Linked DNA regions of Mus musculus: region 2 is linked to region 1. A link is a contact called in public promoter capture Hi-C data. All regions are on one chromosome and are shown on one strand. The core of a region is the stretch at or near the end of the contact, and the rest is flanking DNA. Distances in the headings are between cores, read along the strand shown.

Region 1 (6,824 bases), core at 3,088-5,587:
CGTTATCTTAGCACACAGGCTATCAAACATTTCACTCCTGGAATCCTATCGATAGTGGGGACACTCCTAGGCTAAGGGTGAAGGGTGTGGCTTAGCCACAGAGCCCTTGTGTAACATGCACAAAGCCCTGGTTCACATTCCCAGCACAGAGACACGAAACCCAAACTCTCTATTCCAGTGGACCAAGTCGCAGTGCAGGTTGTCATAGAGAAGCAGCCACGGGGCTTAATCATGGGGCTGAGGTTCCGAGTCCAGCCGCCACAGTGCATCTTTCTCTGAACCCTGGAACTCTCACCATGCAAACCCTACCTGGGTGCCTCACAGCAAGACCTGTTCTATAAACATGACCGCTCTGAGGCATGGCTGTGGGGAAGGTTTTTATTGTAGATATGAGGGAGAGAACAGCCAGAGACATCTGCAAGAGTTCATAAAAGGGACTGAACACGGCCAGCAGAGTGGACCCACCGTGGGAGTTGGGGCTGTTAGCTAGCGAGGAAGACGAAGAGTGGGGCAAAGTGGGAAGACTGTGAACTAGAGACGTTTAGGGTAGGGGCAGGGTGAGAAGAGCTGAGAGGAGCCCCAGGTACTTGTGATACTGAGGAGCCTGCTAGCCAGCTTTTGTTTGCTAGGCCACTAGGCACCAGACAGTCATTTGTTTCTTTTGGACTCACACTGTTAAACTCTTTCCATAGCCTCCTTTGCTTTGACCCTGAACTGTTTCACGAAAGAAAAAGTTACATAAAGGCCACACTTTCCAAGACAAGACCTCCATCTCCCTCTGGGGAACTAGCCAGAGATCCCATTGTGGTCTTTCTCTCCCAAGCTTCAAGTCAATTAAACGCAAGGTTGGAACCTTGTAGTAGCTCAACAGTAAAGGCCTTGCCTCGGAGCTGGACGGCCTGAGTTCAGTGCTGAGGACCCACGAAGCAGAAGGTGAGGATCATCTCACTGCTGTCTCCTGGCATCCATACTTTTGGCTTAGTGCATGCATGCACACACACACACTCACACAGTCTCTCACACATGCACACTCATACACCATGCTCATACACACATATACACACTCACTCTCTCTCTCATGAATGCACACCCACCCACGCACACACCACTATTTCTGAAGTCCTCAGCATCCCTCGTGGTCTTCACCATGAAAGAGGCCCAGAGAGCCATTCAGAGATAGAAGTATATTCGAAACTTGAGTGGGATAGGAAGAAGGAAGCCAGATGGCTACAAAGAGACACGTGAAAGAACAGAGGGACAGTCATGGCACTTCTAACAATGAAACAGAGACACACAGTTTCACTTGACTGCAAAGTCTGAGAATCCAGGTGTGGTTGACTGATGTAAAAGTTTGTTATTGTTGCTTGTCTGTTTTTTCTTTTGTTTTGTTTTGTTTTCTTTTGTTTTGTTTTGTTTTTTGAGACAGTTCTCTGAGTAGTTCTGGCTGTCCTGGAACTTGCTATGTAGACAAGATTCTCAAACTCACAGAAATTTACTTAACTCTGCTTCCCGAGTTCTAGGATTAAAGACATGGGCCACCATGCCCAGCTCTGCCAGGATTTTGAGGCCAGCCTGTGTTGCAGAGTGAAACTCTCGCAGAGATGTAACAAACTCGATGCAGAAGATTGGAAGAGATGGATAAACACAGGGAAGTAGAGAGGGAAATAATCCGGAGAAAGAGAGAGGAAGAAGACATGGCCCAAGAGAAAGAGGAGAGTGTGCTGCTCATCCTTCCGCGAGCTCAGGAAGTCCCTTGCTTGCCAGGCCCATGCTTGAAGCAACCAGGACCCAGAGGAGAGTCACCAGGCCCACTGCAGAGAGGAACAGTGGGTACAATCAGGAGATACTAGGTTTATGGAAGTCGGGGGGGGGGGTTGGAGAGAGAGAGAGAAAGAGAGAGAGAAAGAGAGAGGGAGAGAGAGAGAGAGAGAGAGAGAGAGAGAGAGAGAGAGAGAAACAAGGACTCAGGCAGAGCTAAAGAGTCAACCATATTTGTGGTACCTCCCTTCCCTAGTGTTTTAGCAAGGCTTTCAGGCCATGTCCCTATAGGGAATCCCTGGCCTGTCACACTCCAGATACATGCTCTGCTAAGCTCTACCTAATCTACAACGCCCCACCCCACCCCCAGTCCCTCATTGGGGGATTCTAGGCAGGTACTCCACCCCTGGAGACAATTAGTAAGCTGTCCATGTAAACAAAGAACATTCTAGAAGACAGATGTGCAGTGGGAAGAGCAGAGAGAAAAGAGAGAAGAGTAGAGGGGAGAGATGCCAGAGAAGCCTCCTGCCATAGCGACCTCTGACCTGAGATTTTGCAAAGGGAATCAGGTAAGCAAAGAAGTGAATGAAGGCTCCTGGGGGAAGCAAGAACAGAGAGTGCAAAGGCCCTGAGGTAGGACTGGCCACAGCATGCACAAGAAACACAAGGCTAGCCAGACTCTCGGGAAGGGAACGGCTGGTGGGGAGATCCTCTGTAGACAGTGTGGTCCTTCCCTTCTTTAGGTCTGCTCACCTGCTGTTTCCAGGACAATTTAACCCCATTTGGCTTAATTTAATGCACAGTAAAAACAAAATATTGTGCCTGCAAGATGCCTCTGTAGGTAAGGCTTGCATCCAAGTCTGAAGACCTGAGTTCAATTCCCAGGACCCACCAACGGGAGGCAACCTCCACAAGTTGTCCTCTTACCTCTGAATATGGATACCACAGATGCACAACAAACACACACACATATAAATAACAAATGTATATATATATATATATATATATATATATATATATATATATATGTGTGTGTGTGTGTGTGTGTGTGTGTGTGTGTGTATTGGTTCTCTGAGACAGGGTTTCTCTGTGTAGCCCTGGCTATTCTGAGACTCCCTCTGTAGATCAGTCTGGCCTCAAACTCAGAGATCTGCCTGCCTCTGCCCCATGAGTGCTGGGATTAAAGGCGTGCGCCACCACACTCACGGTGTAATTTTTAAAATATTCATAAAGGAACTTGAGAGAGAGACTCAGTGCTTAACAGCACTAGCTGGAGCAGGGCTTGGTGGTGCATACCACTGATTCAAGCACTGGGGAGGCAGAGGCAGAGGCAGGCAGACCTCTGTGTCTTGGAGGCCAGCCTGCTCTATAGCCAGAGCTATGTAGCAAGACCCTGTGTCAAAAAAAAAAAAGCAACACTGCCTGAACAATAGCAATGTTTAAGCCGGTTTCCATTGGTTCTCTAATATACTTATATAATATAAGACACTGAGGCCCATAACTGTAAGGTGACTTCTTCATCGTCACACGACTAGAAATTGGCAGAGTCCAGCGCAAACCAGTTACTCAGCCCCACCAAATAACTCCCGTGACTCCCAGGGTTGACCAGACGTCATGGATTATCCGGCTGAGTGCGGAGGACTTTTATGAGCACATCACAGGCATACTAGCGCTGGGCAGGAAGTTGTACTGTCGCTGCCTGGAAGTAGGCCAAGCACTCAATGTCACCCTTGGCCTGGCACTCCTAGGCCACCTAGGGAGGGGCAGTAGGTAGCACGGGGTGCTAGGCGTGGTAAATGTCGGTGAAGGGTGCCTAAAGTACTATGCAAGTGCCTTCGGGGGGTCAACTGAGTACTGCCCCTTGCCCTTTCTGAAGAAATAGCCAAACTTTCTGTAAAGGCTTGGAGGAATAGAATCGAATCGACCTGAGCTTTTTGAACGGCTCCCAAAGGCTGAATTCAGACTATACATGGAATTCTCAATGCAAGGCCAAAGAGACACCTCAGTGGTTAAAGGCAGCTGCAGCCAAGCGTGAAGATCTGAGTTCGATTCCTGGGACCCACAAGGTGGAAAGTGAGAACTGAGTCCACAAGAGTCCACAAGAGTCCACAAGTTGTCCTCTGACCACCACACTCAAACACATCCACAATGACAAACAAGTAACTAAATGTAATTAACATTTGAAAGAAAATAACAGGGGCAGTAACAAAAAGAAACCGGAGTGGGAATGTGGGGAAGGGGTGGGGGAGCGGGCCTGTGCAGTCTGTCTTAGCAAGGCACTTGGGAGGTGAAGACATGAGGACTACCAGTTCATGGCTATTCTCGGCTATGTAGGGAGTTTGATGCTAGCCTGGGCTACTTGAGACCCTATCACAGGAAGGAGAAAACAGGAGGGATTAACCACATCCTTACAGATGTGCACTTTCCTAGCTAGGATCCTTAGGCGGATAGCTTCGCGCTTGCTCACTAACTTGCCAGCTGGGTGGTTCAGTCATTCCCTCCTTCCATCACATCTTCCCCCTCTGCAGCCTCTTGCTGGCCGAGAGTGCGCATGCGTGCCGACGCCCCCTCCAGCCCCGGATGGGAGGAGGGGATGGAAGTGAAGCTGGGCCCTACGGCTCGGCAATCTCCTTCCCGCTCTTCTCTCCTCCAACGGCGTCCCAGCGCCCGCTGGGAGGTGCAGGTCCGAGGGCTACAAGGTAGCTCACGAGGCTTAATTGAGACGGGAGGGTTCCGGAGCCCCACCCCCGGGGAGGGACCGCCCTGCAGGTGAGAAGGGCTGGGTCCTGGTCTCCTGGAGATGGATTGGGGGCTGGCCGCTAGGATCTCTCCGCGAAGGGTAGATATGGATCTCGGTGCTCTGGTTTTTGAGGAGTGCATGCGATGCCAGACGTTTGGGACTCCCTCCATGAAAGTCTATATTCTGGGTCTCTAGGTGGTTCTATAAGCCACACCTTCCTTTCGTCTTTTTCTCCAGGTTTCCCTAATTCTCTGAGTCCCCAGTTCTATGCCAGAGATGCGATTTAGCGACACAGCATCAGTAGGCTGAGACTAAAGACAGGGTAAGCCCCCCTTTCTACTAGAATCCCTTCCACTGTACCCAAAGCGCTTCTGGGACAGGGTGGCCAAGGGCACACCCACTGCGCTCAAAGACCAGCCCCTGGGCTTGGGTGGCCGGGCCACTGACTGCTCTTTTTGTATAGCCCCGCCCACTCCAGATTTAGCGGTCCCGCCCACTCTGAGATAGCCCCACCCCACCCAGTGAAAAGATTATCTCTTGGTTTTATTTTCATATCCCCTCCTAGTGTGTACTTAGGCTCCACCTTCCAGCCTTCTGCTCTTGAGTTAGGACTAGACTTAACCAACAGCCTGGTTCTAAACAGACTGGCCTTTTGATTTTAGGCCCGCACCCCTGTCTCCATGAACTTGTTAACCACTGGCGCCATCCTCGCCCCTTGCCCAGCTGCCCCTTGGTCCCTCTGCCAGCAAGATGCTGGGTGGAAGCGTGAAGTCCGAGGTCAGGGCCTCGGAACCTAGTCCCACCTGTCAGGACCCGGAGACCAAAGGTGAGAGCAGCCCAGGTTCTCATAGGGATCATTCCCCAGGAGTGACAGCCCAGGAGAACCAACGTAATGACCATTGGGGCCACCACCACCACTACCCTTAGCAGATTGTGGGGGATTATGGGTAGTGTTGGAAATGGACACTTTAGAAGCTTTCGGCACTGGCTTGGCAACTCTTTGAGGCGCTCATAGGACGTGGGGTCAGAGGGCAAGCAGAAATGTCCTCGAGTGGGACACCAGTGTGACACTTGCCTCCTCGGACACTTTGAGATACCCCTCTAGTATTAAGAGATGACAGGGCCCGACGTGGTGGCGCACACCTTTAGTTCCAGCGCTCAGGAGGTAGAGGCAGAGGGAATCCCTGTGAGTTTGGGGCCAATTGGTCTACAGAGAGTGTTCCAGGCCAGCCAAGGTTACATGGTGAGGCCCTGCTTTATACAGAGTGTTGGGAGGTGGAGCCTGGCCTGGACCCAGGGTGTGCCTGTTTCTAGAAGCCCACCAGTTCTCCTGTCCCCCAGCCCCACACCAGGACCTGCCGAGGCCCAACCAGCCCGCTGCCTCTGGGAGCGTGCCCTCCCGGCCCCGCCGGCGGCCCCCTCCCCAGCGCCCGCACCGCTGCCCGGATTGCCCCAAGGCCTTCTCGTACCCATCCAAGCTGGCCACGCACCGGCTAGCGCACGGCGGCACCCGCCCGCACCCGTGCCCCGACTGTCCCAAGGCCTTCTCCTACCCGTCCAAGCTGGCTGCGCACCGCCTCACGCACAGCGGAGCTCGCCCGCACTCCTGCCCGCACTGCCCCAAGGCCTTCGGCCACCGTTCCAAACTGGCGGCGCATCTCTGGACGCACGCACCCGCCCGTCCCTACCCGTGCCCCGATTGCCCCAAGTCCTTCTGCTACCCGTCCAAGTTGGCGGCCCACCGCCACACGCACCACGCCACCGACGCCCGCCCCTACCCTTGCCCGCACTGCCCCAAAGCGTTCTCGTTTCCTTCCAAACTGGCGGCCCATCGTCTGTGCCACGACCCCCCAACTGCGCCCAGCAGCCAGGCTACTGGCAGCCACCGATGCTCCAGCTGCAATCAGGCCTTTGGCCAGAGACGCCTCCTGCTGGTTCACCAACGCAGCCACCACCAGTCGGAGGGCCAGGGAGAGCGGGAGTGAACTCACCTGCCCACTCTGCCTCCATCACCTGTCAATAAAGACCTGGAATTTCTAAGCCCTGCTGTATGTGTGGACTTCCCTCTAACAGGGAGAATGGCAGGGTCTTGATACAGGTAGCCCAAGCTGGACTGGAACTTTTCTGGTAGCCTTCCAAAGCCTGGTGGTCTAGATATGTACCCAGGGTGGTTTGGGATTATTGGTTCTGCAGGAATCTGATTTAGAAGGTTGAGGGATTCTATCCCCATGCACAGAGGCAGGTGTCATCAGATTGGTGCTGGGCTCAAACCTTGGGCGGGCCTGGAGTTGTGCGGGTTGTGGTGACACTGGCCCTGAACACTCAA
Region 2 (6,824 bases), core at 1,808-4,307, 190 kb before region 1:
ACCCGTAATGAGATCTGGTGCCCTCTTCTGGTGTATCTGAAGACAACTACAGTGTACTTACATATAGTAAATAAATAAATCTTAAAAAAAAAAAAAAAAATCAAAAAGGGGGTGTCAGGGACTCTTGCATTCAGCCTGGTGTAGCAGCCCTAAGAGGTTCCTAACCTAGGTTTTCAGGTTCGAGCCCATGGCTCCTGGGGCACCTCATGCCTTTCAGTTAGATGCCCCCCTCAGGCAGGGGAGATTTAAGCTATCTTTGTATCTCTGCATTCTCTAGAAGTCAGCAGAGCAAATAGAGTTTGGCAGAACAATTAGTCTCGGACATTATTCTTTGGGGACCCTGTCCAGCTCGAATACTGTCATTTTATCATGGCAACTACAATTGTGTTCTTCCTGGTAACCACCATTATATTCTCTTTCTGACAAGAGTATAAAAATGTCTGATTTCTTGCAATAATATTGACACAGTCTCAGTCTTGCTGTGACCCCCTCCTACAATACCTAATTTAATTCTCACTGACCCTGTCAGGAGACTCTGGCTCAGTAAGTAAGGGGCTTCCAGCTCATTCCTTCCCTCTTCCTCCATCACAGTAAGAGCTAATTATACACTCTTCCTCATGCTGGTTGCAGGCTCTTGTGGGAGAAAACAAAGCCTTCTCCTTCATCCTCTGCTAGGAAGGACACCAGCATACCTGGGACCCTGTGATTCCAAGTCTAGTGAAGAGAGTGTGGGCTGGTCAGGCCTGGCTTCTGTTGAGGAAAGCTGACTTCTGCTCAACACTTTCATTTCCTGGACCAGGCTTCCACTCAGGCTGTGCATGCCTGAAACCAACATCTCTGAACCCACTGCTCCTCTCCAATGCATGGATAGCTAATAAGGTCCCCAGGGTGTGGCTGAGGACAGACAAGCTAGTGCCACAGACACTCCGAGGCATATGGAGCCATGACTCAATAGCTATTTCCTACCCCCAGTTTTCCTATAACAGTGCACGTTGGTAAATGATCATTGCCATGCCTGCAAGTTAACCTTAAAAGGAGCAATGATCTGACCTTCCATAGACCAGAGTCTGTTACTATTTGCTGCAGGAAATAATCCCTGGGCCTGACACCCTGGAGAGCAAGGAGCTGCCATTTGTACACGGTTTTCTCCTATCATTTTAGGGCTCTTGTCCTTCCTGGAAAGTCTCACAGGAACATCACAACAGTTGGCTAGTTGTCTTTCATACCTCTCCATGTACACAGCGCACACTGGGTCTCAGGAGGAGATACCCAGGTGACCTACCTCAGACATGGCTCTAGTCTAGGCTGACTGTCAACAGCCTACCAGCCTACAATCAACCGTTGTCCCTGTCAGCTCTAACAAGAGGGCAAATCTCAACCCAGGCTAACAACTTCCCAGGGTTCCTGGAGTCCAGGCTGGGTCTGGAGCAGTTTCCTGGTGCTCACCTCTCCGTGAGATTCTCATGGTTTCCTCAGGCAGGCCCTGCTTGAGCCCTGAAGGGTCTTTCTCGAGGCCATGCTCAGGATAAGCAGCCTAAGTTACTGTGCAGAGTCTGACATCCTCACACTGAGTTACCTCACAATCTCTTTTCTGAAGGAGTGAGTCCAAGTGAGGCATCTCGGTTTATTGCTGTATTTCTCCCCTCTGTGTGCCCCGAACTAAATGTTCCCACCACAATGTAGGGGACATAGTTGAGTCATCAAGGCTTGTCAGTGCTGTGTGGGAAGCAGGATTAGCTCTACCCATGACCCCGAGGTTACAGAGAATTACTTACGGTGTACATGAAATCGCACAGAAATCGGAGTAATTTCAAAGTTTTGATCTAGCATATATAATGTGTAGACTCCCTCATCATTCTTGGTGACACTTTGGAAGAACAGGGATCCATTGCTATATATTGTCTCTCTGCCGCTGTGTGCAAGCCCCATTTTACTCCTATTAATGGATGTTACAAATCGTCCAATTTCATTGTGTCCAGCCCCACTGTTTCCCTTGTACCAGTAAAAGACTCGGAGCGTCTGCGGCAGATTGTGAACAAGTAGAAGAACATTGTTGTCTGCAGTAACGTTGGGCGGCACAGCCTCAACGGTGACTTGGGCAGTAGTGGCAGGGCTCCAGTAAGTTAAAAGTGAGGCTAAGAGGGAAGAGAGAAAGACCTATCAATGTTAGGACCTTTGCAAAACCTCTCAGCCTTGCTGTGAGTGCGTGTCCTATTGAGTGGCAGCCAGCCTCATCACCTCCATTCCTCAGCAACGCTGCATCTTTCCACTGTAGGAAACGCTCTTCTCAGGCATTCACACAGCTCACCGCTCACTGCCCTCAGACCCCAGCTCACACTCAGAGTCTTTGCTGGATGTAGGGCTATATTTTCTGACTTTCTATAAAGACCCTGTGCCTTTATTTTCTGGTCTTTCTCTGCTTTGTATTTTCTGAAGTGCTTGCCAACCTGACCCCACCTAGATATCCTTGCTGGTCTGTCTTTCTGCCCAGTAGAAGTAGGGCTTTGTGAGGTTTTGTGAGGCTAGGTGGATTTTGGCTTAGTCCCTGCTACCCGGAACACGCTCACATACCCGTGTACAAATCAGTGTCCCAGAGCCTAGTGTATTTGCAAATTTCTCAGTGTAGTATGGATGCTGTTTATTTGCCCCAGTTTGGTTTATACGTGGAGAGTCACCCTGACAGAGTTGTGGACTTCAGTCTTCAGGATATCCTAGCCAGCGCGATAAACTTAACAATAGGGAAGAACTGAGTTTCTCCTCACCATTTGCCAATTCACATTCACAAATACTCCGAGCTTCCTGTTGCCCTCAGGCTTCAAGCAGAAGCCAGATGTCCCTTCTCAGGTTCCTTTCCTCTCCCAGAAGACCCCAGCCAGTCTCTGAGCTCCCCTGCTCTCTACTGGGAAGGAATATCTCCTTACCTGTGAGCAGTAGTCCAACCCAGGGAACCTGCCCTTTGTGGAGATGTGCTGAGGCCAGCTCCATGTCTCTGCTGCCTGCCTGCTAGCTTCTTCTCCAACACTACTGCTAAGCCTGGCTGCCCAGGTATCTGCCCTGCTCTTCTTAGCAGAGTTGATTCTCCTCCCAGAGGAGGGCACCTCCCAGATTCACGTGGGCTGGGGGTGGAGCCTGTGAGTCTGACAATGCTGTTCTCCTGTCAGTGCGGGCCTCCCGTCCTTCTATTCCTCTTTCCAGTTCAGTGTTCTAGAACATACTCCGAGCAGCAAGGCTGAGGAGTGCCCTGTGCCCTGGCCTTGGGGCTGTCAACTGCAGCAGGAATTCCTGTACTTTCTATAGCCTAGAGTGACACAAACCCCCATGGGAGCCCTGTGTGCCCTGCTCTCAATGCTCACAGAGGTGGGGTTTACTCCAGGCAGGAAGTGGCAGAGTTATCTGGAGGGTTGGGAAAGGCCTAGCTGAGTGATGACTGGGTAGGACCTGATCCATCGTCACTGATGGCACCAGTCATGTGTCTGATCCTAGGATACAAGTTGTCTCAGGGGCTTCATATCCTGGGTGTGCAGGAGGACGTGACCTGTGTGTCCTGGAAAGAGGACTGTGTGCTCCATCTTCCTATGGAGGGCGCCAGGGAGACCTCCCCATCTTCCTGTGCTGGCCAAATGTGATTCAGGTCTGCCCGTGCCCTCCGTAACCTTCCCAGGATGGCTCTGTTCTCCTTGGTGAATGCCCTGGGATTTCCCATCTCTCCCATGGATGATGGAGGATGGAAGGGACCACATTGGTTGTTCTTGCAGAATGGAGTTCTCAGAGATACAGGAAAGAGCCAGGAGGACAGAGTATGGTTAGGTGAAGGAACTGGCTCCAGGTGTGTCAGAACTGGGATGGAAACCAGGCTGCAAGACATGTTCATCCCTCAGGAGTTTTTCTGTTGAGTATATGGTTCAGTGGCTCCCCTGGTGTTCACGAGGAGATCTGCAGCTCACATCTGGGCTGCCCTAAGGTTGGTAACCAGGCTCCCAGCTCCATGATGGAGCTAAGCAAGAAAGGCTCCAGATGTGGAGATCCTTTGAGGATCCATTCAGCTTTTTGCTAGAGACTATTATAGTCATGAAGTGAGACTGGCTGCCTTTTGATCTGCAGTTCCACGGTGACTAATGAGGTTGATCCCCCGTTCCCATGTGTCTAGTAACTTAGTTGGACATCTTGTTCCTGGGGCAGCAATATCCTAGAACTGTGCTTTCTCTAAAATTGTTTTATTCTGACTTCTAAATATTAAAGCAAAGCACTTTCACTCACCAACAATAGCATATTTTAGAATTGTAACAATAAGAAACACGGGCTGGAGAGATGGCTCAGTGGTTAAGAGCACCGACTACTCTTACAAAGGTCCTGAGTTCAAATCCCAGCAACCACATGGTGGCTCACAGCCATCCGTAATGAGATCTGACTCCCTCTTCTGGTGCACCTGAAGACAGCTACAGTGTACTTAGTATAATAATAAATAAATCTTTAAAAAACAAAACAAAAACAAAAAAACCACAAAAAGGAAGCTTCTTAGTGTGTGTAATTCCGGGTGTGTTAGTATTTGAGATGCAGTAGCAGTGAGTCAGCATTCCTTGGAATTTGTTTTATAAATTCATAATTATGACTATTTAAGCATACATCTCAGTGTCTTCACTCTCTATAGTTTTTATAGCTGAAATTCTTGTTTAAAGAACTATGGTCCCTAATTGGTGGTACTTACCAGAACTACACTGTACAGGAGCATTCAAAGGATGAAAGACAGAACTTCAGATCCAGGTCTCCCAGTAAGGCAGCGGCCCCGCATGGAGTCCCACGTGGACACTGCTTGCTAAGGACCTGTTTTACGTCAAAACCGGTTACATTCGAGAGAGCATCCAAAGGGCCCACACCAGGTACATCATATGTGTGAGCCCATGAGGGAGCACTTTGTCTCTTTACAATTACTGCACCATTGCCAGGTGGTGGTGCACACCTTTACCCCAGCACTCGGGAGGCAGAGGCAGAGGAATCTCTGAGTTCAGGCCAGCCTGGTCTACAGAGTGAGTTCCAGGACAGCCAGGGCTACACAGAGAAACCCTGTCTTGAAAACCAAACCAAACCAAACCAAACCAAACCAAACCAAACCAAACCAAACCAAACCCAACCCCTTTATGTTCTCCTTCCTAATGTTATATATGTAATTACATGTGTACATGCAGACATTAGAGCTAGGATCCACAAACAAGAAAGGACATATGGGGTTTTCTTCCTGAGATCAAATGATCTCACTTAACATGATATATTCTAAGTCTATCCACATCCCTGTAAAGTTTGTGATTCATCTTTCTGTAGAGACAAACACTACTTCACCGTGTGTGTGTGTGTGTGTGTGTGTGTGTGTGTGATAGACTTGCATTGTGTATTAATTTGTTGATGGAGCTCTAGGTTGGTTCCATTTCCTTGCTATAGAGGATGGAGCAACTATAATTATTGGGGTGCAGATATCTCAATGGTAGGGTACAGGGTTTCTGGGTAAATGTCCAGTGAAATAGCTGCATTATATGCTATTGCAAATTCTTTGAGGAATTCCACACAGCTTTGTATAATGGCTACAGAAATCTGCACACCCACCAGCAATGAATAAGTGTTCCTCTTTCTCCACATTCTCTTCAACATTTGTTATCAGCTAATTTGATTACAGCCATTCTAACTGGAGTGGGCTGGCGTCTCATAGTAGCTTTAATTTGCATTTCCCAAAATTAAGCATTGCTTTTTTTTCCTAAGCTGTACCAGTTACTTATGCCAAACACAAAAGCCATATCATATATACAATTCACAAGTGTGTTTTTCTGTTCTGTGGTTGTTATTTCAGTTTGTACTTTTAATTCATAAACTCACTGTCTCAGGGTTGCCATTGCTGTGCTGAAGCACCGTGATCAGAAGGGGGAGGGAAGAGCTTACTCAGCCTACACGTCCACATACCTGCTTATCACTGGAGGACATCTAGACAGCAACTCAGACAGAGCCAGTCTTGTAGGCAGGAGCTGCTGCAGAGGGCACGGAGGGGTGATGCTTACTGGCTTGTTCTCCATGGCTTGCTCAGTCTGCTTTCTTATAAAACCCAGGACCACCAGCCCAGGGATGGCCCCAACCACAATGGGCTGGACACTCCCACATCAATCACTAATTAAGACAACCCCCTACATGTGTCCTACAGCCAGATTTTGTGGAGGCATTTTCTCAATTGGGGCTCCATCCTCTCATATGACTGTAGCCTGTGTTAAGTTGATATAAATTTATCCACACTTACTAAGTAAATTTGACTAAAGCATAAAGGCCAATTCTCATTTGCAAACCAACATGTTCTTTTTAGTGCATTCTTCTAGGATTTAAAATCAAATTAAATTCTCATATTTGAAAATGTTTAAAAGTGTCCAGATCTCAGGACTCACAGGGAGGGACCTTTGATGAAATGCCGGACAGTAAGAAGAGGGAACTTATAGAGTCCACCTCCAGGAGGAAGATAGGACATCAAGTGAGGTATGGGTTTCCACCCCACAGTCACACCTCTGACCCATAATTGTTTCTGTCTGAAAGAATTACAGGGATGGAAATGGAGAGGAGCCTAAGGAAAAGAAGGTCCAGCAACAGGCCCAAAGTGGGATCCAGGTCAAGGGGAGGGCCCAAGGCCTGACACTATTACTGGGGCTATGGAGTGCTCACAAAAAGGGATCAATCATGATTGCCCTCAGAAAGACCCAACAAGCAGCTGAGAGAGTCAGATGCAGATATCTGCACCCAACCAATGGACAGAAGCAGCTGACCACTGTTGCTGAATTAGGGAAGGATGAAAGAATTTG

Evidence for each region. Promoter capture Hi-C pulls out the DNA fragments that hold promoters and counts their contacts.
Region 2: a contact with region 1 is called in a promoter capture Hi-C map of embryonic stem cells. The contact joins the promoter of Ceacam10 here to the promoter of Zfp575 in region 1. A contact is called at or near these places in 2 of 39 promoter capture datasets (Sertoli cells and embryonic stem cells) and 2 of 9 other capture datasets (adipose tissue and pancreatic islet).

What each region holds. Positions count from the first base shown.
Region 1 is chr7:24,585,154-24,591,977 of GRCm38.p6, reverse strand. It overlaps Zfp575 (zinc finger protein 575), which reads left to right and starts at 4,337. Exons shown (of 4, transcript NM_001033205.3): 1 at 4,337-4,527; 2 at 4,736-4,820; 3 at 5,161-5,324; 4 at 5,840-6,824. The coding sequence starts at 5,249. The coding sequence ends at 6,483. It also overlaps a transcript of Ethe1 not described here.
Region 2 is chr7:24,773,437-24,780,260 of GRCm38.p6, reverse strand. It overlaps Ceacam10 (carcinoembryonic antigen-related cell adhesion molecule 10), which reads right to left and starts at 3,057. Exons shown (of 4, transcript NM_007675.4): 1 at 2,922-3,057; 2 at 1,776-2,135. The coding sequence starts at 2,985.